Linked DNA regions of Mus musculus: regions 2, 3, 4, 5, 6 and 7 are each linked to region 1. Evidence: chromatin contacts called from public ChIA-PET and promoter capture Hi-C data. All regions are on one chromosome and are shown on one strand. Each heading gives the region's core, a stretch centred on a gene start, on an enhancer-like site or on the middle of the called end of the contact. The rest is flanking DNA. Distances are from core to core; before and after follow the strand shown. Region 1 holds the start of Dph3 (diphthamine biosynthesis 3). Region 2 holds the start of Smim4 (small integral membrane protein 4). Region 3 holds the start of Stab1 (stabilin 1). Region 4 holds the start of Bap1 (Brca1 associated protein 1). Region 5 holds the start of Capn7 (calpain 7). Region 6 overlaps Sh3bp5 (SH3-domain binding protein 5 (BTK-associated)). Region 7 holds the start of Sh3bp5 (SH3-domain binding protein 5 (BTK-associated)).

Evidence for each region. Promoter capture Hi-C pulls out the DNA fragments that hold promoters and counts their contacts. ChIA-PET counts read pairs in DNA pulled down with a chosen protein or histone mark. Capture Hi-C pulls out chosen DNA fragments and counts their contacts.
Region 2: a contact with region 1 is called in a promoter capture Hi-C map of neural stem cells. The contact joins the promoter of Smim4 here to the promoter of Dph3 in region 1. A contact is called at or near these places in 6 of 39 promoter capture datasets (the C10 cell line, embryonic stem cells, erythroid cells and 3 more), 2 of 484 Hi-C or Micro-C datasets (CD4 T cells and memory CD8 T cells), 3 of 115 datasets of contacts at active chromatin or transcription factors (astrocytes, pancreatic cancer cells and thymic regulatory T cells) and 1 of 9 other capture datasets (adipose tissue).
Region 3: a promoter capture Hi-C map of pre-B cells shows a contact between it and region 1, with 4 times the contacts expected there. The contact joins the promoter of Stab1 here to the promoter of Dph3 in region 1. A contact is called at or near these places in 2 of 39 promoter capture datasets (liver and pre-B cells).
Region 4: a promoter capture Hi-C map of liver shows a contact between it and region 1, with 2.8 times the contacts expected there. The contact joins the promoter of Bap1 here to the promoter of Dph3 in region 1. A contact is called at or near these places in 5 of 39 promoter capture datasets (the HPC-7 cell line, cranial neural crest, liver and 1 more), 5 of 484 Hi-C or Micro-C datasets (CD4 T cells, CD8 T cells, Sertoli cells and 1 more), 3 of 115 datasets of contacts at active chromatin or transcription factors (cardiomyocytes, large pre-B cells and memory CD8 T cells) and 4 of 9 other capture datasets (adipose tissue, embryonic stem cells, liver and 1 more).
Region 5: a promoter capture Hi-C map of liver shows a contact between it and region 1, with 3 times the contacts expected there. The contact joins the promoter of Capn7 here to the promoter of Dph3 in region 1. A contact is called at or near these places in 13 of 39 promoter capture datasets (the 3T3-L1 cell line, 3T3-L1-derived adipocytes, HPC-7-derived erythroid cells and 8 more), 10 of 484 Hi-C or Micro-C datasets (CD4 T cells, CD8 T cells, Th1 cells and 6 more), 13 of 115 datasets of contacts at active chromatin or transcription factors (the SCID.adh cell line, astrocytes, cardiomyocytes and 7 more) and 3 of 9 other capture datasets (adipose tissue, embryonic stem cells and liver).
Region 6: an RNA polymerase II ChIA-PET map of memory CD8 T cells shows a contact between it and region 1, with 8 read pairs. The contact joins the enhancer-like site here to the promoter of Dph3 in region 1. A contact is called at or near these places in 1 of 484 Hi-C or Micro-C datasets (the N1E-115 cell line) and 5 of 115 datasets of contacts at active chromatin or transcription factors (acute myeloid leukemia, differentiating embryonic stem cells, memory CD8 T cells and 2 more).
Region 7: a promoter capture Hi-C map of neural stem cells shows a contact between it and region 1. The contact joins the promoter of Sh3bp5 here to the promoter of Dph3 in region 1. A contact is called at or near these places in 2 of 39 promoter capture datasets (neural stem cells and pre-B cells), 7 of 115 datasets of contacts at active chromatin or transcription factors (acute myeloid leukemia, astrocytes, embryonic stem cells and 4 more) and 2 of 9 other capture datasets (adipose tissue and liver).

The regions. Positions count from the first base shown.
Region 1 is chr14:32,084,065-32,088,044 of GRCm38.p6, forward strand. It overlaps Dph3 (diphthamine biosynthesis 3), which reads right to left and starts at 1,628. Exons shown (of 3, transcript NM_172254.4): 1 at 1,346-1,628; 2 at 843-917. The coding sequence starts at 1,453. It overlaps Oxnad1 (oxidoreductase NAD-binding domain containing 1), which reads left to right and starts at 1,664. Exons shown (of 8, transcript NM_145460.2): 1 at 1,664-1,989.
Region 2 is chr14:31,127,098-31,131,077 of GRCm38.p6, forward strand. It overlaps Smim4 (small integral membrane protein 4), which reads right to left and starts at 1,833. Exons shown (of 2, transcript NM_001308091.1): 1 at 1,536-1,833. The coding sequence starts at 1,686.
Region 3 is chr14:31,166,410-31,170,389 of GRCm38.p6, forward strand. It overlaps Stab1 (stabilin 1), which reads right to left and starts at 2,232. Exons shown (of 69, transcript NM_138672.2): 1 at 2,003-2,232. The coding sequence starts at 2,083.
Region 4 is chr14:31,249,765-31,253,744 of GRCm38.p6, forward strand. Bap1 (Brca1 associated protein 1) reads left to right here and starts at 1,725. Exons shown (of 17, transcript NM_027088.2): 1 at 1,725-1,890; 2 at 1,986-2,015; 3 at 2,136-2,190; 4 at 3,164-3,296; 5 at 3,692-3,811. The coding sequence starts at 1,854. Phf7 (PHD finger protein 7) reads right to left here and starts at 1,551. Exons shown (of 11, transcript NM_027949.2): 1 at 941-1,551.
Region 5 is chr14:31,334,630-31,338,609 of GRCm38.p6, forward strand. Capn7 (calpain 7) reads left to right here and starts at 2,009. Exons shown (of 21, transcript NM_009796.3): 1 at 2,009-2,354. The coding sequence starts at 2,253.
Region 6 is chr14:31,397,657-31,401,636 of GRCm38.p6, forward strand. All of the region lies in intron 3 of Sh3bp5 (SH3-domain binding protein 5 (BTK-associated)), which reads right to left. Among named protein-coding and RNA genes, the nearest start is that of Gm35907, 36 kb to the right of the region's middle. Within about 2 kb of position 1,770, at least 55 of the 459 cell types and tissues checked have an H3K27ac peak or open chromatin away from gene starts, as enhancers often do. A contact at or near this core is called in memory CD8 T cells, where this site is marked.
Region 7 is chr14:31,434,391-31,438,370 of GRCm38.p6, forward strand. It overlaps Sh3bp5 (SH3-domain binding protein 5 (BTK-associated)), which reads right to left and starts at 1,710. Exons shown (of 9, transcript NM_011894.3): 1 at 1,421-1,710. The coding sequence starts at 1,567. It overlaps Gm35907 (a long non-coding RNA gene), which reads left to right and starts at 844. Exons shown (of 4, transcript XR_383329.4): 1 at 844-928.

The DNA of each region.
Region 1 (3,980 bases), core at 378-2,877:
ATACCTGCAACAGTAACTACTTGTAAATGAAGTTCACACTCTGATCTTTCATGCTGGTTTATGCCAGCTACCACAAAAACTTTCCCAGTTACTACACATCCTCTACAGTGTGATTCCCAAGGAGTCAGTCCCTAGTCTGTCCATTGTTCTTTGCTCCATAAACCATTTTAAAATAAGAATGAATCATTACATTTCTATTATTGTCTAAATTAACACCTGCTTCTCCCACAAAGTTCTGTGCTTTGGTCCAACTTACCCTATAGTCATTTTAGAATTTATCCTCTAGACTGTTACATTCTGTACTTAGACTCCAAAGCACTAACTGAGCTTTGGGTGGGAAGTAAAGATATTTACCCCTTTTCTATTGCCATTCCTAATGGATACAAAGGAACATGGAACTGTAACATTACATCTAGGAACTATATCTCAAACAAGGTAGATTCTGTACATAAGCTAGGCAAGCAATAAAATGCAATCTTCTAAAAATATCCTAGAGCTCTGAACAAACTAAATATTAAATACAAGAGAAATGTCAAAAGGAAGAACATCAATTAAAATAACCATAATTTTTCATTCCTGATTAAGTCATCAATTTTCATTACAAAGCAATTTCTTTATTGCCCTTTCCAAAGTGATCATAAGTTACATAAAAGGCAGATCTCTGTGAATTCAAGGCCAGCCTGGTTCACATCATGAGTTCCAGTATAGCCAGGGCTACTTAAGGTCCCTGTCTCAAAAAACAAACCAACACCCAACACTCTTCCGCCCTTTTCTATCAGACAGGCTCCTTTAGGCCCTTGTCATTAGCTCACACCACCCATCCCCTTTAACATATCCCTTACTTTGTCATAAATCACTTTTATAATGAGTGAGCAGCTAGGACACGTGGCCACATCTTCTCCATTTTCCAAATCTTCCTACAACGCAATCAAACAACATATGGTCAGCATAGCCTTTCGTCAACTTCCCATAAATCTCTCCTATGTCTATGGGCAAGTCTTTAGTTGGGTAACAACACAAAGAACTTTCCTCCCAAGTGTCATCTAGGAAAAAAAAACAGGGAGATTAGATTGGTTCGATCGCCTCCAAAACCCTGGGGTACAAAATCAAGTTCCCTTCTTCAAAGAAGCTCCCAGGGGAAAAAAAAATAGAAAAAAAAGAAAAACACTTAGGGGCGGGACTACGGAGAACAGCGCCCTTAACCCGACCCTGTATGCTAGACAGCCTAGGTTACTACTTTAGGGGCGGGGGTTCGGAAGAACACGTGGGTAACTGAGCCTTCCCAGGGACACCGGAAGCGACAATGCGCAAGCTCGAGGGATCGCCGGCGGGCCCTTTAGAGTACCTTGGTGATGGCAAAGTTATCCCCACAGGGGCAAGGGTAGAAATATGTCTCCGAGTCCTCGTCATATTGAAAGTCCTCGATCTCCACCTCGTCGTGAAACACCGCCATGGTCACCCGGTCGGCACCGCATCAGCTTGCCTACCTGCGCCCAGGCAGGGTAAGGCCCGGTCTTCCCGGTCCACCCTGGCGCAGGAACAGTCACTTCCGGACGCACAGGCGATGACGTAACTTCTACCGCCGCGGCCAAAAGGGTGACCCGGTCGCGGTCGCCATGGAGATAGCGCCGGAAAGATGGTGCTTCCTGCGCAGCAGCGTTGCGCAGTTCTCCGTCCACTGGGTGCCAGCGACCAATAGTGTGAAGGGCTCCCTCTCATGGCGGTTACGTCAGTCCGGGGCCCGGGGAGTTTGGGCTTGGGATATAAACGAGTTTTCTATGCAGGTGGAGTCTTGTCCTCCATAGCTGACTTCAGAGGACATTAAAAGAATTGGCGGAGGCTACGCCCTCTTGAAAGGGGGAATCATTGAGGCTCAGGGAGCCACACAGCGTCCTCTCCAGTTCTCGGCCCACAGCGCTCCTGCAATTGCGTTTCAGGCGACCTTGAACTCTGAGTGACTCTTGGCCTGTTATGAGTTCTTGCCTGCAGGTACATCACTGCCTCTCTCACCCCAGCCACTTTCTGATACCCCGGTTGTGTTGTAGAGAACCAAGATCTGCAAGACAGGGGCGAGTTCTAGCCATATTTTAAATATTCACTGCAGTGGTGGGCACAGTAGCTTTTAATTATTGGGGTTTTTAGTGGGCAACCTATATGTTAAACTTGATCTTGAGGTTCAAAAATCCATTTTATTCATCTTTAACATAGATTTAGAGACTGGGCATCTTGCCCAAGATTGCATACCTAGGCCATAACGATGAGCCTAGCTGTCTCTAAAGCCCAGGAACAAATTATTTATGTGAACTTTAGTTCTCGGTAAAAGGAATGGTGTTCCTGGTATTTTCGTCAGCGTGCAGCCTCTTCTTTGAGAAGCACGTTGTTCCGAGAGCCGTGCTGGGCTTGTTCCGGTTACAACCAGGGACTTTGGAGTAGTGCTAAGCAGTTACTCATCTCACTGGAGGAGTGCAGTGTAGTGAAAAGTAGTATGGCAGAACTGGATTCCAGTTTGACTTGAAGAGCTCTGGGGGTTGGAAAATTACATTCTTTGGTTCTTACATCCTCTTCTGAGAGTAGATCCTTTGGAATCTAACATTCTTTTGCACGAGAATGAATAGTTCAGCAGTCATGTATGACTTATGTAGTTTACATTTCTGTAACAGTGTTTAAGTATGTACAGTTGTGTGCATAAATTACCAATTTTGTGCATGTTTAAAGGACACTATATTTTGAAGCCTTTTTGAAGTGTGAAAACCTATGGGCAGAGAAGCCTTTGGGAGGAAAAAACCCAGAACTTAAGTGTATGGAAGGTTGTTTCAAAGATCTCCATTCCTTTTTTTTTTTTTTTTTTTAACATAATTGAAGATCTAAATAGCAATTAGGAGATCTTTGTAGCCTGTTGCAGGTTAGCTGTAGCCTGTCTGGGCAGAAGAGAAATGCAGTGAAAGCCTTCTATCTTTATGGGTATAAATACTTCCCAGGTAACCTCTGGGACACAGGAAGAAAACTGATTTCCAAGTGTCTGTCTTTAGTTCAGATGATCTTTAGTTCTTATGAGCCATTCTTGAATGCGCAGAAATGGATGCAGTTGTTGGTAGGGAATGGCCTGGCAAGTATATCGATCTGTAACCCCAGCATTGATGCAAGCAGGGGCAGAAACAGGTGGATCTCTGGAGCGCAGGGGCCGACAAGTTGGTGAGCTCCATATTGGGGAGGCTACCGGCCACACGAGGCTCGTAGTGTGTATAAGTTCTTAGGTCTTTTATTTAAAAAGCAAACACACAAAAGGCTGAAGAGCTGGTTCATCAGTTAATATCACTGCTGCTCTTCCTGAAGACCGACGTTAAATTCCTAGCACCTATATTGAAGTTAGTTATGTCTATAACTCCAGTTCCGGGCCACCCTTTTCTGGCCATGTGGTTGCTGGGAATTGAACTCAGGATCTCTAGAAGTGTAGTCAGTGCTCTTAACTGCCAAGCCATCTCTCCAGCCCTGGACCTGATGTTTTAGAAAGCAGTTCAGACCCATCAAAAACAAATTTCTGGGGCATCTTAAAGACTGAAGTTATAATCAGCTAGCTTTTCTTTTTAACTTCTCAACAAATCATTTGTGTGCATATTATTTAAAATAGTAAAGGAAAAACTTAATGAGCCATTTATTTATGGTAGTTGACACTGGGTTCTGGATAATTCTTATGTGTGTTTGATCATTAGAATAACACAGTGAGGGCTGGTGAGATGGCTCAGTGGGTAAGAGCACCCGACTGCTCTTCCGAAGGTCAGGAGTTCAAATCCCAGCAACCACATGGTGGCTCACAACCATCCGTAATGAGATCTGGTGCCCTCTTCTGGAGTGTCTGAAGACAGCTTCAGTGTACTTACATATAATAAATAAATCTTTAAAAAAAAAAAAAAAAAAAAAGATTCACCTTAAAAAAAAAAAAAAAAAAAAAGAATAACACAGTGAAGTACAGATGGGGTGTG
Region 2 (3,980 bases), core at 583-3,082, 960 kb before region 1:
GCTATACAGAGAAACCCTGTCTCGAAAAACCAAACCAAACCAAATCAATAGGCTTGATTCTTCTTGTCCAGTACTTTTATGGCCCTGCACAGGGACCCTTCTATCCGTGCCACCTTTCACGCTGTGCATCAGCTGCAGTCCCTCGGAACAGCATACACATAAGCCTCCAGGTTTCCAGGTTCACCACTGCCATGAAGTGAGCTTCATCGATCTTCCCCGATTTACCTGGGTAACAGTCCTAAATGTCTATCTTTCCCCAAAGGCCTTCCCCATACCATCTGATCCAATGAAGTGGCCACCTAGGATTCTTAGACTACTCACAAACCCTTATGGCATGCTTAATGGTAGGGGAAGGGGTTAAAATGGAGTTTGGGATCATGTGAGGCAATTATTCTCCTACCAAACTACACCATGAGCTCTTCTGAAACTTGCCTTCTTCGCTAGATATTCTCATAGTTATTAAACATTAAGTGGAGGCCCATGCCTGTAAACCCAGAGGATGACTCTAAGTTTTGAAGATTCAAGGCCAGCATAGTCGGGCTCCGCGTCAAAGTATAGAAAGAGTAATCAGGGGCTGGAGAGATGGCTCAGTGGTTAGGAGCACTGACTGCTCTTCCAGAGGTCCTGAGTTCAATTCCCAGCAACCACATGGTGGTTCACAACCATCTGTAATGGGATCCAATGCTCTCTTCTGGTGTGTCTGAAGACAGCTACAGCGTACTCAAAATAAATCTTAGAAAGAAAGAAAGAAAGAAAGAAAGAAAGAAAGAAAGAAAGAAAGAAAGAAAGAAAGAAAGGAAGGAAGGAAGGAAGGAAGGAAGGAAGGAAGGAAGGAAGGAAGGAAGGAAGGAAGGAAGGAAGGAAGGAAGGAAGGAAGGAAGGAAGAAAGAAAGAAAGAAAGAAAGAAAGAAAGAAAGAAAGAAAGAAAGAAATGAATGGAGGTTTTGAAAGAACAACCTAAAATTCTCAAATGGTAAGTTACATGAGAGGCAGACAAAGGGCCCAAAGGTTGGGAGAAAGCCTGAAAGGAACTGGCAGTTCCAGAGGCCGTTCTCAGAAATGCCAGACATTCTTTTCACAGTTCTAGGTCAAAGACATAACCTAAGGAGAGCGAGTGACCAGTAGTAATTAGCTAGGACAGCCGGGATAACTTCCTCAGGAGTTTGGGCTAAAGCTCTCAAAGGGCAAGGGCCTTAACCTGAATTTCTGAGCTATATCTCTGAATTTCCCTCAGGACTGGTTCCTCTTCCACATGCGATTAATCCTGTTCCTTAGGCCCAAAGTCACCAGCAGGGCCAAGGACAGGCTACAAAGACCTGCACGGCCTGACTAGAGGCACGTGCCCTCTTCAAATGCCGGAAGAGGAGGAGGGCTGGATGCCAATGTGAACAAAATACAAGAGCCCTAAGGGCCTCCTGCCTCGCTGCACGAGAACTGTCAAAACACTGTTCCTAACGCCCAAAGTGAAAGGAACTCTGCAACTGAATGGATCGCATACCCACGGGAGAAACGGAGGCTGCTGCACCCTCACTTACAGAAGGTCTCCTGGCCCACGCGCACTTTAATCATGATCCACTCCATCGCACCTCCCAGGACAAAAAAGAAGGGCAGGAATCTGTAGATGCCGAATCGCTGCTTGCCGGGCACTCGCTGAAGAGCTCGCCTCACCTGGGCCCTGGAGAACATGACCGAGGCCTCCCAGTGGGGTAGGGACGGAACCAGGCAGACTGGTGTTCCCGGAGGCAGTACAAATAACCCTGCGGACCCCTGCGTGTCCGCGGAGTCCCGTGGACTGAGCACCAAGACTCGACTGCAGCGCCACAGCCCGGCCGCAAGAGTTAGGTCGCGGAAGTTAGGACAGACCCAAAGCCTGGTCGGCTCCGCCAATCAGAATGTGGCGGGACTCTCAGACTCTCCAATCAGAGTGCTGTTTGAGCGCGCGTGCTCTGTGAGGCTGAGTCGGTCTGAAGAAGCCTGCGCACGCGCCTAGATTCTGGAGACGGAGAACCTTCGGGGGGCGGGGTCTCCAACGTGGCGTGGCGGCCCCGCCCTCGACCTGCTCTCACTGCTGAGGCTCAGAGTTTACTGCCGCGCCCCCTACTCTGCCATCGCCATCTTTTTTTGTAATACCCTGACCGAGGTGTCGACCCTTTGTGAATGAAATCAGCTAAAATGCAGTTTCGTGACACTCCTTCCTTTTATTTCTGGATGTGACTGGTTTGACTTGGATTCTAATACAAACATAACTCGATATGCATTTTCGAAAGCTGAATTTTATCGTCGCAGCAAAAAGTACAACTGTCTATAACAAACATGCTAAAATAATATAAACCTATGATAAGTGGGAAATTACCGTTATTCTGGTAACTTGTAGTGTTTTTAAGCATCACAACCAATAGTTACAGAAGAGGATCAAGGTAAAGAGTGACTTCGCTGTCAAACCACAACCCTATCGGCACCCTTGTAAGATGAGCCTTTCTATGATGCTGTGAGAATTGACAATCTAAAAGAATTAAATGGCCTGGCAGTGGTGGCATATGTCTTTAATCCCAGCACTTGGAAGGCAGAGGCAGGCGTATCTCTTGAGTTCGAGGCCAGCCTGGTCTACAGAGTGAGTTCCAGGACAGCCAGGGCTACACAGAGAAACCCTGTATCAAAAAAAAAAAAAAAAAAAACAGAATTAAATGACAGATTGCAGCGAGGAGGCCTGGTGGGCCCATGCCAAGGTATGCCCCTGAGAAATTATGCTGTGCAACAAATCTGGTATGAAAGGAGTTTATTGGGGAAGGAATAGAGGCAGTGAGGGAACCATGAAGGCAGAGAAAGAGGGGGGGGGGTCATAAACAGCTGACTAAGCGCAGCCTGCCTGGAGGTACCTACTGGAGAAGCCACACACAGTGAACGCCTGGCACTTGGTGCCATTTCTCTTGGATCTGAGGACTGAAACTTGTAAAGTGTCATCCACTTGGAAGGAATCCACATGTGGCCAGGTCTTCACAGCCCACCTAGGTCAATGGACCTACAAGGGTCCACCCATAAGCCCACCCTTCGGCATCCATGACTACCCAGACCAGAATCTGATACACCCGATCCTCAGCATAGGTACAGGCAAACTACAAACGTACACATTACACACAACCTTAAACCCAACAGCCACGTGTGTTCAGTTGGGCAACTCACCACCAACAATGGACATTGGGCCCAGCCTTTCCTAGTGTACACCTGCAAGCTAAGAAAACAGAAGTGGATGGAATGAAAAGAATTTCATTGAGACAGCGCTTGAAAAAAACCATGGCAATTCAACTGGGGGCCTGCACCGTCTGGCCCATCCTTTTACAGCCGCCAAAACCTGGTGGCTGCAGTGATCCTGGCCCACAGCCAGAAGCGTATGCCCAGTAGATAGGCTCCTCATTTAAGTCGATCACCTGGGTTGGGTACCAGGCAATACAAAGAAAATGCTGCCTCAGCAGGCGTCAGCTGCCCATCAGGCCAAGTGGTCTTAGCCAGCTTGGGACTGGTACTGAAAGCAAGTAGAGCTCTTGTTGTCTTAGCGACCTCAGCTCCAGTGGAACGTGCAGTCAGTCAGAAACTGGGGCAGGGGCACGAGGCCCCGGGGCAGGAGAACTGGTCTGGAAAGAATAGGACAGAAGAGCAGGGGAGGGGCAAAAAGACCCTTGGGCAAAGGAAGAGCAGTACACTCGAGCGCTCTTGCTCCTCGGCCGTCCAGGATCTCGCGGAGACCCGGGGCTCTGCGACTTCCCGCTCAAGGGAGGAAAGGTACCGCCATCGCCACCGAGACGACCAAAGGGGGGCGCAGAGCCCCTGAGCCGAGCAGGGGACAAGGAGGCGGGGGTCGGAGCCCGCTCCGCCCCGTCCCGGAGACCTCCCGCCCCCTGGGCCGAGTGGTGCGTCCATTGGCCGGATGGGCTCCGCGCGCCTCCCCCATTGGCCGGCCGCCTTGAGAAGCACGCGGCCACGGT
Region 3 (3,980 bases), core at 982-3,481, 920 kb before region 1:
ACCAGGAGGAAGCTGGAGCTTTGTAAGCCTGTGTGCCAGTAGTGATGGATGGATAAGCCAACTGCCGAATCAGCACCTCTCTCTCCGGGGACCACACCCGAGTGAGACAAGGCACTCATCTGCCCACCAGTGGCACCAGACGGAGCTCACGTTCCCGCTGGGGATGCAGCTGGGTGGGATGAGGCTGGAGAGGCCTCAGCTGACTCAGAGGTCTGCTTCCTGGGAGCACCTTACGACCTGGCAGGGTGCTCAGCACGAAGCTGAGTTTGCCTCGTCTGCTTTCTCTGTGTGTGGGAGCTGGGAAAACTGTGGAGACATGAACCATGCAGCTCAGTAGCAAGGTGAAGAAAACTCCCCCGAGCTGGAAGCAAGTTCCTGGGGAGTCTCTGGGTTGACCACCTAGAATCTAAATCCCCAAAGAGCCGAAGGGCCCCGTGAGCTGCCTCTCTCTCCTCTCCTCTGGATCAGAGCAGGGGGTGGGGAGGTGGGGACAAAGCTGGGTGCTAGCCAATGCCCCTGTTTTTGTGCTGTGGCTGTGGATCCCCAGGCTTGTCCTCGACACAAAGTCGTCCCCGGGCAGATGGACGGACACATGCTAAGACCCTCCCACAGGCAGATCTCCTTGCATCTGCTGCCGGAGCCTGCTATGCCAAGTCCTAATGCCACCTGTGCTGGCTGTCGACTCAGGGGTCCTCTCTTCCCTCTGAGGCTACGTTCCTAGCAGCTGCAGCTTGTGTCCCAGGTCATACAGGATGAGGGACTGTGAGGGGAAAGTAAGGACAGCATGGCTACATCCCTACCCACAAGGACCTCAGGACCTCGTCCCTGGCCCAGGCTGGCTGGGCTTCAGTCTCAGAATGACAGACTTAGAACTGTCTGGAACTACAGCAGGTCTCGGAGCTGAGATTTCTCACTGACCTCTGTCCCCATTGCCCAGGACACGGGTGGCAAGGTGCTTTTCCAGCTTGGCACAACCTGGATCTTGTGGTTTTCCATCATGTTTATCCTGATGTCCCACCTGCTCCACCCAGCCCTGGCCTGGCCATGAAATCCCCTTCCCACGGGACCAAGCCCCCATGGCTGCCTGGTGGTGGATCCCCTCTCTCTGCCACGGGAGCCTCGGAAGCTGCCTAAGATGAAGGTGAACTCGGTTTCACGAGGGAAGCTCCTTTGCCCAGATACAGATCCAAAACTCAGTCTCCACACTTGTGGGAAGCTCTCCCCAAAGCTCACGCAGCAATTCTGAGCTGGGGAGACCTAGGGACAGGCCCTCTTGGCCTCCGGAGCCATGCTACAACCACTCACGAGGCCCTGTGTTCTCAGCACACTGGGTGGGGAATGGCAGTCCTGAGTAAGAATCGCAGGCTGTGGTCCCAACTATGGCTCCAGAGGGAACAGCTTGCGGCTCTCCTCCTCGGGCCTGGGATTTCGAACAGGAGAAACAAACAAGCTTGCTAAAGACTATAAAGACTGAAGGGGCCACGTTCAGGGGCCTCTCTGAGACTTAAGAACATTGTTGTTGGTTGCTGTCTGTCCAATGGATCTCGTCTGTTCCACACAGGCTTGGGGCTGGCCACGGGCATATTGGTGGCCAAGTTCTGATTGAGCCCCTTGGTTTATAGTTCCCGGAGGATAGGTAACGATCACATTTAAAAGCCCCAGGTGAGGGCCGCATAGACTATGGTCTCAGTCTGGGAAAGAAGGCCAGGAGGATGGGGCTGGCTCTGTCCCTGTTCACTCATAAGCTAGGCAACCCAGGATGACTGCCCAGAGTACATGACCAGCTAGCCCGACAGAGTTAGAGGGGAAAAATTGCTGAAGCCTTTAAGCTTCAGGTAGAACAGCCGTAGACTTCAGCCTGGGGAGGTGGAACAATAGTCTGGGTCCCTGGGCCCCCAGGGAGCTCAGACAGGTACCAGCTGCTTTGATACCCCCACCCCAACACATCCATACACAAACTATCATGGTCCCTCCCTGTTCCCTGACCCTGGCTCCCACTCACCGTCTGCCCTCGGATGAAGCTGGAGTCTGACAGGCAGAGGACCAGGACACAGAGCAGAAGGAGGGTTCGGGGCTCTGCCATAGCAGGCAGGTCTGCTGTCTGAGACAAAAGTAGTGTGGGGACAGTGATTGCAGCAGCGGCAGGCAGCGAGTGAACTCCAAGAGGCAGGCATGAGGAAGGAGGCAGGACAGGGTGGGTGAGCAGCCGCTTTAAAAGCTATCCGTCAGCTCACCCCCACAGGAACCCACCAGGATTTCCTCCTGCGTATCAGCAGCCTGCAGGCGGAAGGGAAGACGCTGGCCAGTGACCCCCACATGGACGACCTGGGCCCTGTTCAGGGCTTCCTGGCCCAGGACGCTGCTCCCTGGCACCATAGTCTAGAGGTCCAGACCCACCATTAGCCACCTGCCTGGGGTCTAGGGGAGATTCTAAAGCAAATTTAAGCACCAATAAATAATTTTCCCTGCATCTGTCAAGCTGGCTTTTTCATTCAGAAGCTTCGGGGTTCTGGTGCCTAGGAGGTTGTTGGACAGCCCCTGGGCTGGCTGGCCCCCAGGTGAGCTGCCTCAGTCTTTCCGTCAGACACCAGTAGAGGTGGAAACACCATGCTAGCCCCTCAGACTGGTCTCCCCTACCAGCCTCATGGCCTTCCTGAGCCCACCCCTAACTCTGCAGCCACAGCCCAGGTTCCATTGCACTTCAGTCCTCTATGCTTGTGGTGGGTGGGTGGGTGTCTGTGACGTCCCTCACTTGGCCCTGAAGTCTGTAGTGACTGGGTAGAGCCACCGAGCACAGTCTGGGGGGTTCCTTTAATCTTTTAGGGACCTCCACTCAGGCAAACCCAGGATTCATGGATTCAAAGCAGGAAAGAATTCAGAACTGGCGGGTATGAAATAAAACTGAGGTTTCATTAAAAATAGTGTTTAAAAAAAAAAAAACCACACCCAAGAACATGTGTGCAGATCTCTCAGTCACCATTTAATAAGACTTAAGGGTTTTGTTGCTGGGCTTGTTGCTGTTGTTAGTGTTGTTGTTTTGTTTGTTGTTGTTTTTTCGAGACAGGGTTTCTCTGTGTAGCCCTGGCTGTCCTGGAACTCACTCTGTAGACCAGGTTGGCCTTGAACTCAAGAAATCCACCTGCCTCTGCCTTCTAAGTGCTGTGATTAAAGATGTGCATCACCACCGCCCATATCTATTTATTTACATCTCAAATGCTGCCTGGTCCCCCTCACAGAATCCCTCCCCGTCCCACTTCCCCTTTTCCTCTGAGAGCATGGGGCCCTCCTGGGACATCAAGTCTCTGCAAGATAAGGTGCATCTTTTCCCACCGAGGCTGGACAAGGCTGCCCTATTGGGGAAGAAACTCTCAGTCAGGCTACAGCTTTAGGGAGGGCCTCTGCCCCTTTGCTGGACTCTTTCCTTCCCACGTGTCCGTACATTTTCCCTTTCTACTTTGCTTCTTTTTGTTTTTTCGAGACAGGGTTTCTCTGTGTAGACCAGGCTGGCCTTGAACTCAGAAATTCGCCTGCCTCTGCCTCCTAAGTGCTGGGATTAAAGGCGTATGCCACCATGCCCAGCCTTCTACTTTGCTTCTTGGCCAACTGGGGCTTTTCTATTCCAGTAAATTAACTGCAAGGGTATATGCTATGGGTGTATATATATGGTAAAGGTATACGGTAGAGGTATATGGTATATGTCTGTGTGCTCTTCCCTTCTCCCAGGTAGGTGTGGTCTCTGATGGTGAAGCTAATTGGTTTGGACTAAAATCTCTTGCTGTGCCTCACAAAGCAGACGCATGGGTCTGGGCTGCAGCATGGGCTTCAGTTACGCGCCACAGGCTTTGTCGTCAACTGGCCAACTAAGTCCTTTCTGTCTCCTCTAAATGTTGCCTCGGCTAGTCTTTCTGGCTGCTGTCCTCAGGGCTGCCTGATTAAAGAAGTAGATTTTCTTTGTTCAGATAAACTCGGCCTGGGTTTTT
Region 4 (3,980 bases), core at 475-2,974, 830 kb before region 1:
TATCAAGTTCTACAAGATCAAAGCAACAGTATACTTCTCAACTCATTTGATAAAGGGGTTATAGACAATATTAATGCTAGTGATGGCCAATAGTGATTAAATGGTTCCAAGAACCGTTTAGGCACTTAACAATAGGCACACTAATAACCCTTATTTTCAAGTTGAGGAGACTGAGTTAGAGAGATAAACGTCATGGCCAAGGTCAGAATCAGTGATCCTAGGTGAGATTTAATGATTACAAAAGCTGACATCAACTACGGTGTTATAATTTTATCTCATTGCAGTATCTCATTGGAACCGGGTCGGATAGATGGTTAAGAGCACTGACTGTTCTTCCAGAGGTCCTGAGTTCAATTCTTAGCAATCACATGGTGGCTCCTGTAATGGCATCTGATGCCCTCTTATGGTGTATCTGAGGACAGCTATAGTGTACTCATATACATAAAATAAATCTCTTTTTTTGTTTTGTTTTTCGATACAGGGTTTCTCTGTGTAGCCCTGACTGTCCTGGAACTCACTATAAGACCAGGCTGGCCTCGAACTCAGAAATCCGCCTGCCTCTGCCTCCCAAGTGCTGGGATTAAAGGCGTGCGCCACCACTGCCGGGTTTGGACAGCATTTCTTAAAAGACCTCAGTCAATTAGGTCCCTCCAGAGATATACTATACTTCAGTATCCAGAGCCTCAAGTCAAGGCTGGCGATTCTGAATCTCTTCATGAATGTCAGACTTTTCTAACTGCTAACTGCTTACAAGCCATCAAAACTTCACGCTAGCTTTTCCCAACACAGGAGATGCAGTTGCAGAGCTAACATCAGTTTGTTTTCTTACTAAACGTGGATGGGCTGAGATGGGTTGGAACCTTTCCGTGTCCCCACGGGGATCTACTTTACTTCCTAGTATGTTGGCGCTAAACCCGACTGTGTTAAAATAGAAATAAACCTTGAGATTTCAGTTCTTTGCATCGCTGGGACACGACGTTACTTGAGTAGTAGTCTGTGCACACTGGTAGTTATAAGATGGAATCTTCAAAACAGTTGAGGACGGTCGTGGCAAATGCAAGCTGCTCAGTCCGCGATTTCCTAACCCGGCGGATGCTCGCTCGAAACGCTTACCAAGTTGTATCACTGGATAAAAGTGTTGGGTAAATTAAAAATATATTAACGTGTTCGGTCCCGCCGCCGCAAGAATAAACGATTTATTTGGAAAATACGTCAGTGTGGCCACAACCGTCCCCCAAAGGTAACAGTCAGAAGAGGGCTCAAGGAGCATTCCGCGCATGCCAGGGCTCCCTTGCCGGGCGGCTGTGGCGAGGCCAGGCTGGAGGCTGCTTCCGCTGCTCGCTCTCACGGAAGCTACGGGCCACCGCTTTCAGCCCAGGCTGCCCACCCAGCTGTCGCCGAGGGCGCCGCTGTCCCGGAGCTTTAGTCGTTGACACAAGACGTGGTAACTACTTCACGGGCGGCCGCCCCGCGCGGTGACTGCGCCGTCGAAGGAGGCGAGCGTGCTGAGGGGGGATGGGGTCACGCGGACTGTGGCCAAAACGAGGACCGCTAACGGCCGCGCGCCCGCCCCGCCCTCCGCACGTGCGCGCCCTCGCCTCGACGCGCGCGCGCGTGCATGCCCGCCTCTGTCTCCGCCTCCGCCCCCGCCGTTCGGCCGGCGGAAGACCAGCCCCCGGGTTAGGCTCGTCGTGTGATGATGACGTTGTACGTCCGGCGCGGGCGAGTGACGCGGCGCGGCCCGTTGTCTGTGCGGGGCTGAGAAGCCCTAAGGGCGGTGGGCGCTCCCGGTTGGGGGCGGCGCGGGTTTAGCAGGGCCTGGACATGGCGCTGAGAGGCCGCTCCGCGGGAAGATGAATAAGGGCTGGCTGGAGCTGGAGAGTGACCCAGGTACGGAGGGGCCTCGGCGGGCCGGGGGCTGGGGAGGCCGGATGGGCCCCGGACGCACCTGCATGACAAATCCCTCTTCTTGTCGTCCCACCCAGGCCTCTTCACCCTCCTGGTGGAAGATTTCGGTAAGAACCCCGTTACCCACGACCTTCGGTCCCTGGCTGGTGTGGATGTGGGGGTTGGTCCTTGAGTTCTCGCAGCAGAGCCTGGGACTGCCCTGCCGACCTCTCCTTTCCTGATCGTAGGTGTCAAAGGGGTGCAAGTGGAGGAGATCTATGACCTTCAGAGTAAATGCCAGGGGTGAGTGGCTGGGACGCCCCCTTACCTCCGGAGGGCCGAGAAAGGGCAGGGGAATAGTACCCCATTCAAGGGAGGCAGTACTAGAAAACCTGAGCTATATAAAATATCACATAAGAAAGTGTCACTCTTTGTGGGTGCCCTCTTGGACTTTTCTTTTCTTCTCAGTCTTTCCTCAGTGTTTCTCCTTAGAAAGCTGTAGCCCTCCTTTTAACCCTAAGCACTCGTGGAGTACAGTTGAGCTGCCTTTCTGGTTTTGCAGCCGGAACCCTCCGTTGCATAGTGTTGCACCTTTTTTGTAAGTGTACAGTCCATTAATTACATCACCACATGTGCTGTGCCTTTAATCACCACACAACATTTGTCCTGACCATTAGTGGCGCTCTCCTCTAGTCCCAATGCTTGGGAGGCAGAGGCAGGCAGATCTCTGAGTTTGAGTCCAACCTACGCTACTTAGTGAGACCATGTGTCAACAAAACTGAACACAGTTGTCCTGTATTGATTGGTTAGTGTGAGAAGGCCTTTTTTAGGTACCTAAACTCAGAGTCTTGTTTTGGAAATCTATAGAATAGAGGCATAGAGAACCTAACTGCTTCCAAGGGAAGGAACTGGTTTGGGAGTTCACGCACTATACTCATTTTACTAGGACTGGAGGCCGAGGTCCACCAGTGAGTTGGTACTTAATTCTTCATCAACGTTTTTGTGCCTTTTATTGTGTCCCTACCTTGCTCCATCCTGGGCCAGCAGTTCCAGATTTCCTTCTTCTCTTGCCTAGACCTCATAGACCGAGTGGGGTTTGAGAGCTTCAGGCTCATACTTGACTGCCTGTGATAGGCTTCTGGGGTTTGAGGTCTCAGAGCCATGTTGGATACAGTTTGGTTAAGAGTGAGGGACTCAGTGCAAGAGCATTTCAGTGCAAAGGATTAGGGAGAGAAAGAAGGGGATGCTGATTGTCATCTGCCTCTTGCTTCTCTAGGCCTGTGTATGGATTTATCTTCCTGTTCAAATGGATCGAAGAGCGCAGGTCCCGCCGCAAGGTTTCTACGTTGGTGGATGACACGTCTGTGATTGATGATGATATTGTGAATAACATGTTCTTTGCTCACCAGGTCTGCTGAGTTCTGCGCTTGTTTCGGGCCAGGATGCTATTTTTGTCTTTGTTTGTTTCTGGTATTGTGTGGAAGGTGGCAGTGGGGGAGCAGGAAGAAGCGCTAGACTGGAACCAAGAGAAACTGTTGCAGAAACCCTGTGGCAGACAGACCTAACTCTTTTTCATTAGAGGGAATACCTCTGTAGTTGGTGGTGTTTTAGTACATTCTCCATGTCCCTAGATAGGAGGTATTTTAGTTGGTTCATGTTAAATGAATAAAGACTGGGTAAGACAAAGGAAACTAAAGGATGTTGACATCTTTCTTTTTAGTCTTCATTCTCAATAAGTGTGGGCATGGGGATGTCTGGGGTAAAGAGTATATGAGGTATATGAGTGATTGTTTTTGATTTATAGCTGATTCCCAACTCTTGTGCCACTCACGCCTTGCTAAGCGTGCTTCTGAACTGCAGCAATGTGGATCTGGGGCCCACGCTGAGCCGAATGAAGGATTTCACCAAAGGCTTCAGTCCTGAGGTACGCTGCAGTACCTTAGATCATGCTTACAGATGGCTGGGCACATCTGATCCTCAGAGCTATTGGTAATGCCACTGCATGGTATCTGGTATTTTTTGGTCATTTCTTTTTCAAATGTTTACTAACATCTATTTGACTCATAAGTAATGTGGAAGGTAGTTGATTTTAG
Region 5 (3,980 bases), core at 759-3,258, 750 kb before region 1:
TAATTATTTCTAGTTTGTAGTTAGCAAGAATAAAGCTTCATACACTTCTTGGCTTGATTTAACCTTTCAAAGATATATTTGAAGGCATCATCTTACACACCATGGGTATGTATACTTATTAATTACAAAATAAATTTCAATATAAAGCTGCTATGAGCATTCATGGCCTTTTGGTGGAAAAGCACTTTTTAAAAATTTTTTATGTTGAGATTTATATATGTGTATGAACATTTTGCTCCACTGTAGTCTGGTGTGTGACTGGTGTATGTTCTTGGAGATTAGAAGAGGCCATTGAAATTGGAAGTTCAGAGGTTGTGAGCCATTAGGTGGGTGTTGGGAATCCCTCCCCAATCCTGTGCAAGAATACATGCTCTTAACCACTGAGCCATCATTTAAACCTAGGGGAAAAATACTTAGCCGTAAAAGTACTTCCTGCCTTTTAGTTAGATTCATGAACATACTTTTGGAGCTTCATGAAACTTGGGAAATTTGGCAGGTAAGGACCCAGCATGTGTGAGTATAAGCAAATACTTTTCAATTGGTGAACAAACAAACAAATGTGTAACTACCCATCTGCAAGATCATTTGTCTGTCTCATGATTCATTTGTGAGGGGCCATCCAAGACTAAACACTAAGAGCTTCTCTAGGGGATGGTGACATGGAACAAAAGCCCCTTCAGGGGATTGGTATGAAGAAAATCTTATTGCTAAGGCTTGAGATTGTAAGAATGGAGGAAGGGGACGACAGACATTCATAGCTGGCACAAGCAAGGTGGAGGGTCGAGACACACATGATGCTCAGGGATGCTGACCACAGCCTCTTTAGCTGTACACTGACCAGTTTCAGTAGTAACATCCACCCCATTGTGACCTTGATAATGAATATCCTGAACCACCAGCATGAGCATCACTAAGGAGTCTTTCTTGAGCTTGAAGACAGCTGATACCACTCTAGACTGGATCACAATCAATTCAACTCCTTTTCTCTCTCTCCCTGAGACAGGTTTTCTCTGTGTGGCCACACTACTATCCTGTAATGAGCTCTGAAGACCAGGCTGGCCAAGCACTCAGAGATTTGCTTCTTCTGCCTCTGGAGTGGTGGGATTAAAAGCGAGCACCACAGCCAGGCTCACAATCAACTCTTAGCAATATCTCCAGCTGATTTGTGTTCATGTTTGCACGGAGAGTGCTCCACTACAACAGACATATGCCTCCTGGGGTCGTTCAGGGTTTTTGCTGTGTAGATCATGCTGGCCCAGTCCTCTTACCACAGCCTCCAGACTGCTGGCTTACAGGAATGTGTCACCATATGCTGCGTTAATGTTTCTTATGTGTGGGATCATACAGTGTATAATTTTGTCAAGACTTGCTACTTTGACACAGCATGGATTTTGAATCTCATCCAAGTTCTGGCACTTGCCATTAGTTAATTTTCATCACTGCTGAATTCAAACTTTTAAGGGGATAAAAGAAAGCAACCACACTACCATTTACTATGTAATTACAACCTTCAACTTGCCCTAAGATACAAGTCAAAAATACATCATCTGGTTTGTAGACAATTCAAACAATACACTTCGGTGTGCCTTGGGGAGCCGTAGAAGGTCATACTTTAGTTTGTCAAATGAACATTACCAGAGCATCTCAAAAGCACCTCCTAGCCTCATTTCATATCTTTATTTCTAATTAAACCAGTTGGCAATACGAGGTGCTACTGATTGTTTCTTTCCGCCTACCCTTCTCACTTAGCGGACCAAGGGCTCCATAACGCGCATGCTCCTTTCAAGCCATCCCCTGATTCTCTCCAACAACCTCCTGGGCACTGGCACCTTCTTTCTAGCAGGCGGAAGCGGAGCCCTCAGCTTCGCCCTGGCACCTGCTTCCTCTTGTCCAATCCCACTGGACATTGTTCTGGCCCCGCCCACCTACGATCGCCTTGAGCCCCGCCTGCTTCGGCGGGAGCGCTCCCCCTCCCGGCCGGGGTCGACTGCGCCTGCGCAATGCGGCTGATGGGCGGAGCAAGGACGCGAGGGGTGGGGGCGGCCGCGAGGGCTCCGAGCCCGGGCTGCTCGGAGCTCGCAGTCCTCCGGGCGGGTCTGAGGTAGTGGGGCTCCGTCATCTCTTCCGCCGCCCTCGAAAGTAAACTTTGCCACTCCACCCGCGGGGTCCCCAGTTCTCGCCGCAGTGCCTCCGGGCGTCGGGGTTCCGCGTCAGGGCCTGTCTGCCTCCCCCGGCGTGGGGCCTTGGGCGCCATGGACGCGTCGGCGCTGGAGCGGGACGCCGTGCAGTTCGCGCGGCTGGCAGTGCAGCGCGACCACGAAGGCCGCTACTCTGAGGCGGTGTTTTACTACAAGGTGAGGACAAGCACTCGGCTCCGGCCGCGTCACCCGATCGAGTGTTGGCGGAACCCAAGGCGGAGGGGCGGGGTCCTGCTGGGGCTGTCCGGCTTGTCAGGCCGCAGATGCCCGCCGCTTTGCTGCTTGTGGCGGCCGAGGTGGGATGGGGAGTGAACACCCTGTTCGCTGTCTGTTGGCCTTGATGCAACCCTTGATGTGAGGCCAACCTTGGGTAATCCGTCAGAATATGCTAATAGTGCACGTTCCAGGTAGAAAGAAAAAGTAAATTAGGAAAAAAATTCATCGTACTCTAGCATTCGATGTATGTCTCCATGATTGTTTTTCTGAGTGTATGTGTGTATACACGCCTTCTTACCCCCAAACTTGAATCATATCGTTTGTACTATTTTGACATCTCACTTCTGCATTGTACCTAGATAACCTTTGGTTGCTTGCATGTGCTACGTTTACAGCATGTTCTGTATTTGGTTGTGGCTTTCCAGCATTGAAGTAGTGCAGTTAAAATCCTTAGAGCTTTTTTTTAAAAAAAATGTGATACTTGTTTTGGATGATGGGGAGCACAGTTGCTTGTCAAAGGGTATGCACTTCCGCAGTTCATCCTGTGTTCTCCAGTCCTGAAGGTTTGCAAACACACCCCTCCAGTTGTATCGTCATGATATGGGCATCTTTTCCTTGATTATACGGAAGTAGTAAAAATTTCCCCCTTATGCTTACGTGTTATCAGTAAAGCGTGGTTTGCTTTCTGCTAATATTTTACTATTTTTATTTTAAAACCTACCTTATATTTAGACACTTTTGTTTTAGGATCATTCGTTTTAAGTTTCTTAATTTTGATTTTACAATCCTACCTCCCTACCACACCCGAGTGTGTGTGTATGTGTGTGTGTGTATCTGTCTGTGTTGTGTCTGTGTCGGTGTCTCCCTGCCCTGTCGCCCTCGTTCTCGGGGTTCTTGCTATATAGTGGAAGCTATTTTTAAATTTGTCTTCCCCTTACCTTAGCCTTCCCATTGCTGAGATTTACAGGAATGTGCCACCATGCCTGACTACCAGGTGATAGTTCTTTAAAAGAAAATTCTGCTGTAGTTTTGTGAAACAACTTCAGCAAATTCTAAGTCAGCAAACTACTACCATATAGCCTAGTGTGGTGGCACCTACTAATTTGCTTTTAAACCCTCCCACCCCCAGTACAGTGAGGTAAGAGGATCACTGAATTCAACCTGGCTTAGGCTACATTGTAAGACTTTCTCAATGTAAATAGCCTTTTCTAAAACTAAAGATACTATGTAACTTTTTTTTTTTCCTTTTAGAAGTTGTCATTTAGGAATTAAAATTCATCCTTTAGAAAGTTAAAAAAGAAAGTGAGGAGGGCTACGATCTTCATCACTGTGTAAAACCAGGAGTCAGAAGGACCAGCCAGCTTAGGACATATGAGGCCCTGTTAGGAGGAGAGAGAGACAGAATGAGAGTGGGGTGGGGTGGGGTGGGGGGGCGATCAAGCAAGCGCACTAGAGCAAGAGCTATTTACCTACTGTAATCCTAGCACTTTCGAGGTAGAGGCAGGTGGATCTCCATAAATTTAAGGCTAGCTTGGTCTACTTTTCAGTTTCCAAGCCAGCCAGGGT
Region 6 (3,980 bases), core at 520-3,019, 690 kb before region 1:
GAGTATTCGGCACCCCACCAGCCTATACAAACATCCCGACCCACACCAGGCTTGAGTCAATCTCATGTGTTCCTTACGACCGCCTGGAGCCTGCTTTCCACCATGCTAATGTAAGTTCAGAAGCCACTGATACGCTCCCATGCCTTTGTGACAAGAAGTACTCAGAAAGCCAGAGTGGGTGGCTGGCCATGACCCCTTCCGCACTAGGCAGAGGCTTGTGGGAACTGGAGAATGTCTGTCCTGGCCAGGCTCCAACCTCCTGTAGCTCTGGGCTACAGTGACTTAACCCCCAAGGGTTGCAGGGGCAGAGGATAGACTCATTGGTCTATACAAAATGACCTCTGCAAACATCAACTCACCCTGTGATGGAGGCTCAGGGTGCCTCCCCGGTCTGTCCAAGGTTCCTCCATGCCAGGAAAAGCGTGAAGGGAGAACGTGATGGGAAGAGACTGAAGGACAACTCAAAGTTACAGAAGCAACACAACTAACTGGGTGAAAGGTGGCCAGAGCCCAAGAGCTCAGGACAGTCAAGTCTAGTACATGCCAGCCCCTAATTCATTCACAGCAGGGCACACTTTCGTTTTGACATGCGCTCACCCGCAGGTGTGTGTGTGTGTGTGTGTGTGTGTGTGTGTGTGTGTGTTAGAGAGAGAGAGAGACAGAGGCAGAGAGATATACAGAGAGAGAGAGACAGACAGAGAGAGATATGTCTGGGTGCCCTGAGAGTATGGAAGAAGGCCTCTCAGATCCCCTGGAGCTGGACAGAGTTACAGCAGTTGTGAGCTCCATACTCATGACAAGAGCACTCTTAGCCACTGGGCCAATCGATTCCTTCAGCCCTGCTGCTGTGGTTTTTTTCTCTCCATATCTAGAAGGCTGCCAGTGTGTAAGAAATATTTGTTTAATTAAGGTACCCACCTATAAGCCACGCTGTAAACAACTCCCTTGTGGCCACTTATTTTAAGGCATTTGTGATTCTCTGGGCTCTCCTGTGGCTCACACAATAGAATCAATGTCTCTGTGTGTGCATTTATTCTCGAAGTATCCAGAGAAGGACGGTGGGAAAGCACCGGAATGATCCACTGGCAGTACGCACCAAGTGACCACGGCGATGCCGCCTCTCCAGCCCCAGCTTATCCCTCACTGAACCTCATCTTTCCCGAGCTAGAGGATAACCCCGATCCCAGAGACTTCAGGAAACAGCCCTGGGGGACACTCGAACCTCTTGGAAATCATAGGTGCACATTTCTGTGGTTTTTACCATATGGCGGCATATGTGTGACCAACTTTGAAAACAACCTGAGGTGAGGCTGTGGTGCTGCAGGCGAGCTCCACCCCACCCCTCCATCCTGTTTCACCGCTATTGCTATTCCATCCTGGCCAGGAAGCCACATCGCCTGCCGCCATGGTTTTCCAAAATACAGAAAGACGCGGTGGAACCCAAGTGGGTGGTTCACCAAATCAAAATGTTGTTTACTGGGTGCAAAGAGAAGTCTGCAGAAAGATGGATACTGCTCTGCCGAGAGGCATAAAGAAACTGATCGATCCTATCCAATCCACAGAAAACTAAAGGATTAGCTCTCATCTCAGCAAGACCTTGAGCTTCACTCCAGGAGTCCAGGCATGGTGGCATGCACTTTTAATCAATTCCAGCACTTGGGATACAGAGCGGGCAGATCTCTGTGAGTTTGAGGCCACCCTGGCCTACACAGTGAGACTCAGTCTTCACCCCCACACCCCTCCTCCCCACCCACAAAAACACTACAAGAAAACCATTGTGGGGAAAGTTCTAACCCTGAGAATCAACAAGCCACTGCATGACGTAGACTCTGAGACTGCTAAAACTACTTCAAGCAGCTTTGAGCAGGAAGCTGAAGCCACCAACGCAGAAGCCCAAATTGACTCTTAATAAACTGACTTATCAGGACCTATGCAGTGAGATGGTCAGGAGGCAGAGACACTGATGGTGGTGGTGGGACTTGATGGTCTGAGTTTGATCCCCAGGACTCAAGTGGTATAAAGAATGCCGGCCCCTAAGAGTTGTCTTCTGACCTACACACACACACACACACACACACACACACACACACACACACACACACACCACAGACACCTCTCCCTCTCCCTAAGAAAGAAAAACTGCCAAACTTACTGGCAACCAATATCTTGAATGATTCTGCTACTTGGTTGTTTTCTTAATAATCTTGTAAACACCTTGGAGACACTGAGTCCCATCACGGGGACTGCAGATATCTGCATCTAGAAACCTGGGTCATTCCAAAGCCACATCAGCCAGGGACCCTGACTTCCCATGCCTGCCTGCTCCAGCATTTAGGGTTTCCCTGGCTCATTTGGCTCTGTCAGTTTCCTGGTGCACTTAGCTCACTGAAGGGTCAAGCTCTCACCTCCAGTCTCGCCTCTGAGCCGGCACAGCTGGATTCACTCAAGCACAAGCTGAGCATCCCTCACCTGAAGCAAGCCTTGGAACCACCTTGTTTCTGATCTTAGACACTTTCAGATTACATTATATAATCCTATTACACAGATTTTATTAGTAAGTACCTCTGATCCAAAGTTCTAAAATTTCTGTAAACCCCACAGAGCTCGTTGGTCTTGGGAGGAAAGGCAACAGAATTTGAAATGACGTAGAACATCCCGTGACTATTCAGTAACTGTGGGAACAACTCCACATTGTCACAACTGGTCTGGCAGAGGAAGGGCACGCTGAAGGACATCACTGAGTCAGAGAAGGGCAGCTGGATTGGTCAGGGCAGCCAGGCTTGAAGGCCTCTTGCTCAGGGTTTGCCTCTGAGGCCTAACACTGGACACAGGAACGAAGTACTCCACAGTCAGGGTTCCCCAGGGAACAAGATCTGTGTAGCCTGCAGATTCAGAGGGCACAGGATCCGTGTAGCCCGCACAGATTCACACCACTGATTTTCTTTTGTCCTACCTGGGTTGAGTGTGGGATGGAATGATGTGGGTGTTCAAGGACAAGTTGCTTCCTTCCACCACATGGATCCTGGGGATCAAACCCCGGCCCTCAGGCTTGGCACCTGGCTGATCTATCTTGCAGACCTGTGAACAACTGATCTTAAGGTACTCCTGTGAGCATGGAGCCAGGCAGGCCTAAATTCTATAGAGGGAAGTGGAGTCCCGGGGAAGAGACAGGGATGCGATTCAAATCTGCACAGTGACCTTTTGTTCCAGGAAGGTCTCTCTGCTCTGTTCAGGTACCAGTCGCATAGCACCCTTATGGAAACCCCTGTAGTGTCTGGCCACATGCCAGGCACCATGACCCAGCCACAGAGCACATAAGATCACTGTCACCTCTGGGTGAGCTATCAGGACAACTGACTTTGATAAGATAGCTGGGCTGGGAGGTGCTGAGGAGATGTGGGGGCACCAGGAGATGGGCTAGGCTCGGGAAAGGCCGCCCCAACAGCATACGTAAGCCACGAGGGCTTGCATCTAAGACGTGGCCTTTGGAAGTGAGTCATCCAAAATCATATTTGCAAAATAAAGTCTGCAACGTTCCGAAGCACAAGCACATCCACTCGCAGATGCGTGGGAGGCAATAATTTCCTCCCAGGACACCAATACAACGAAAGAGAAAGTCTCCCATCCAGCCAGGGTCAGCAGAGGAATTTGGGGAGGCACACAGTGTTTCTCTGTCCAGAGGGGTCCCATGTCTGCTCGGTGGGTCACAAATACCTATCTGTTAGTTATTACAGCCAGGCATCTTCCAAGAAGATGGTAAGGTTCTGTGCAGACATAGCAGAAGCTGTCAGGAGCCACCCAGTAGCCAGTCTCCCTTTCATCTCTAGAACCTGTTTAGCAAGCTCAAAGCCAAGCCTCCTGACAGCTCCTGTGACAACAACCAGGGTCTAGCAATAAAGGGAAGCAAAGACTGCGTGAGACTCTGTGTAAGATCTTTAAAGCAGAGAAACAAATTCCCTTCCTGCTCTTCCTTCTGTCCT
Region 7 (3,980 bases), core at 460-2,959, 650 kb before region 1:
CTTTTTTTTTTTCTTTCAGGTGAACTCATCTGTCATAAACAGTAACTTAACCCAGTCAAAACAGCACCCTTTGCTTTAGGAAAGAACTTTTCGAGGAAATCAGAACAGGACAATACGGCCAGTGCAGCCCAGCCAAAGGCAGACTTCCAGCATTAACTCATCATGGGCTATCTCCCTATAAAGAGATGATTTTTTTTTTTTCTAACTGCGAACTATTTGCCCTGCCTAACTGGGGTGTTGGTTAACTGACTGTAACCCTACCTCTTTTAAACATTTGCAGTCTGACATTTTGTAAGTAGCCAACATGAGTTAACTCATCCTCGTTCAGCTCATCTTTGCTCTGTGAACAAAGGTCTTGCTAACAAAATTCCACACCAAATCCACAAGATTCTGTAATCCAAGCCCAGGGCCCGAATTAACAGAATAACCAATGAGGAGGTTTTCTTACTGATCTTTAGTGTATTGACTTGACAAAATAATTAATTTAAGCCAAACTGATGAATTTAAAGCAGGCTCTTTTTTTTTCTTTATCTGTGCACTTAAAACCAATTATGGATCCAGAAATTGCAAAGTATGTTTAATAGCTATTTTTTAAAAAATGATTTATGGAAAGGGTACAAAACGGGTCATGAAAAGGAATTTGCTTTGTGCTTAGGAAGGTGAAGAGGTTAAGCTGTCACTCCTGGAAATTGTTTTTTAACTCTCTCTCCTGGAAATGGAGGCACAGAAAGCCAGGCATTCTCTGCTTTCCCTGCCTCCACGCGTCGGCTTTGCGCAGCAGCTGTCCCTGGTGGACGTTCACACTGACCTCACAAGGAAAAGGAGGGTTTTAAACAGTCTCAGGCCAAGTGCAACACAGTGCCAACGGTGGCAACGGCAACGACGCCCACCATGTGTTGACAATGAAGAGGACGGCAGCCCAGGCCAGGTGAGGGCTCACGAGGCACCCCACACCGGTGCAGCCCACACTACAGGGGCAAGCGACAGCCACCTTGCCCTGCTCGCCCACCACGATGTCTGCATCCACGCAGGTGGGATAACGCTGCGCTGCAGCCCCGAGGCTGTGCAGTGCTCCAAGCGTGGCGCTGAGGTACCCCGACTCCGCTCGGGGCCCCCGCCCCCTTTTTCCTTTGTTGCAATCCGCCTGAACAGCTGGTCGTGTAGTAGGGACCCTCGGGTTGGGCCGAGGGTCTGCAGGGATCCCCGCAATAATCAGGCCGCGTTCACGCGGGCACCGAAGCCTTCCGCAGGGAGACCGTGAAATGGGGTGTTCCAACCCTTGGTGAAGATCCTGAATTTAGGCAGCCCCCACCCCGCGACCGCGAACACGCGAGGCTGTAAGGCATGTGTCTGCGTTAGATGCCGACTTCCACGGTAGCCCTGGTGGGGTGCGGCTGTGGGCTCCTGTCACGCGTCCTACCTGGATCCGGGGGTCCACCTCTTCCTCCTCCTCCTCCAGGCCCTGTTCCATCCTCTCTTCCTCCTCCTCTTTCTCCTCCACCTCCCGGGCAGGCGGCGGGAGCTCCGCCGGCTCGTCAGAGCGGCTCCGTTTCAGCGCCGTGTCCATGCGGGCAGCCGAACGCGCCGCAGCCGGGTCGCAAAGCGCACGGTGGGATCCGGACGCACCGAGGGCCACCTCGCCGCAGCCGGGTAGGTCTGAGCGCGCAGCGCTGCCACCCCGGGTGCTCCGCCGGCGAGTGCGGAGTGGCAGAGGAAGTGGGCGCGGCTGCCCCCTGTCTGCAGCGGCCCGCAGTACACCGCACCCACTTTGCCCAGGCCGCCGTGATAGCCTGTGTCACCCGACACTCTGTCACAAAAAGCCCAGTGCACTGGAGTCCCGGCCATGGCCACTAGGAGAGGTGCCGCCCAGTGGCTCACCAGCCCGAGCGTGGGCCGCCTTAAGGTAGTTTCCTCCTGCCTCCAGTGAAGCAGATCAAGGCACAGAAGGAAAGTTCGGGTGATTTCCATTCTTCAAAGCTACCTTTGTGTCTATTTGGAGTCACAGAAAAGGGAACTCTACCCTAATCTTGTCTGTACAGCAGACAGAGGATGGCTAGCCAGGTCCAGCCACCGAGTGGACATCATAGCCTGGAGTCTGCTGGGCAAAGCTCGGCAAGCGAAGGCATGAGCTCTTAGGGCTTTCCTGGATATTCTGAATGCACGAAGAGCCCATGGAGCTGGGGGGGGCGGGGGGGGAAATCTATGGATCGGGCGGCTTTTTAAAGAGATTGCCCTGCTTGCTCGTGGCAAAGCTTGCCCAGTGTAGGAACTATGTGGTTCTGCCCAACATCACCAAGCTAGAGCTTGCCTAGCCAACTGGGCATCACAAAAGGGCTAACAGTGGACAGGTTTCTCTGAACGTTTACAGGTGCTAGGGCCACTGTGAGGTCAGGGACTACCTGGTCAGATGCCCTGAGCAAAGTGGATACTTTGTAGAGGGAGTTTGGAGGACAGCTTTGCTTGAGAGAGTTGTTCTCGGAGCCTGTGATCCTGCCTTTTCCCCCACCTCAGAAGCAAAGCAAAGGGGTATCTGTCCTCTTTCTCAACTGGTCAGTCTTCTTCAAAGCCAGTACCAGAGAATCTCACGTGTACCACAGGCCTCCCGTGCTTCAATCTCCCCTCTGGAAAAGCCTGACCCTGTGTTCCCTTCCAACAGTTTCCCGTATTAGGTCTGTCTACTGACTTCCCACTCACTCATTTTGTTTGTTTGAAACAACCTCGGCCCAGGCTGGTGTCAAGCTCTTATCAGCTCAGACTGGCCTCGACCTTCTGATTTTCCAAAGGTAGACTCCCATGTGCTGCATTTTTAATCAGGCACTCCTCCTGTAGAGCTCACTATACAGCTAACACTGTATATATAGTCACACTGCCTCTGGTTCTGAAGCACTGAGATTATAGACACACACACCACCATTTTGGCTTCCTTGGTGGGATGGGGAGGAGACAGAGTTTTCTGTGTAGCCCTGGCTGTCCTAGAACTTGCTCTGTAGACCAGGCTAGCCTGGAGCTTAGAGATCCACCTGGCTGTCTCTAGTGTTGGGATTAAATGCATGTGTCACCACTGCCCGGCTGGTGCACACACACACACCCATCCCCGATGCTGCCACCAAGGTGTACCACACGCACAGAGTGACAAACCCTTTATATTACAAGTTCTCAGACATACAGGAGTAACTCCACCAGGCAGCAGGAAACAGTTTGCTAACTACTCCAAAGGAAGGACCGTTGTTGGGGAGGGTGGCTATGTCAAAATACCACAGTTTCTAAATGGCACCCACTTCTAACTCTGTAGGCCAGAAATCACAGCAAAGTCAGGTTCTGAGGAGGGCCCTCCTGGGCTTGTGGACTTCCAACTGCTCAACAAACTTTTATGTCAGGAAGAAAGCCTTAGAAAATCTCTGAGGTCTTTTTTAAGAAGTATATTAGTCCCATTTGCTCAGACCTCCTACCCTCCTGGCCTTGTCACTTCCTAAGACTATTAGGAGTTAAGAGTTCAGCACAGGACCCAAAACCTCCAGTCCATAACCTGAGGCAAACCCCAGAGTATCACAAGTTCTAGACCAGCCTGAGCTACACAGCCAGAACTCAAAACAGCAGATGGCTACCCCTTCCCCAGCACCCTGTGGGCTATTCAAGGTTGGCACGCGTATTTCTGGCAGGGATCTTGGTGGCCATTTTAAACACTTTGAGCTTAACTACAGTTTGAAACGCCCCAGATAATGTGTGCTGTGATGATTCTTGTCTGGATCTGCGTTTTTGTCATTTTTGGAAAGCACCTACTGCCTGATCATATTGTGTTATTGGTGGAGAAAGCAGCTTTCTAATTCTCTGTCTGTAATCTGTTTCAAGGATGACAATCCTTGTCAGACTTTCAGAGGCTCCACGAGGTCAGTGGCTTATCTGTGTCAAAGTGGCTCTGCTTGGCAGGGCTCCAGTCACCCGCCTCCCAGTGTGGGCAAAGATGCTATTGTGCTTCAGCT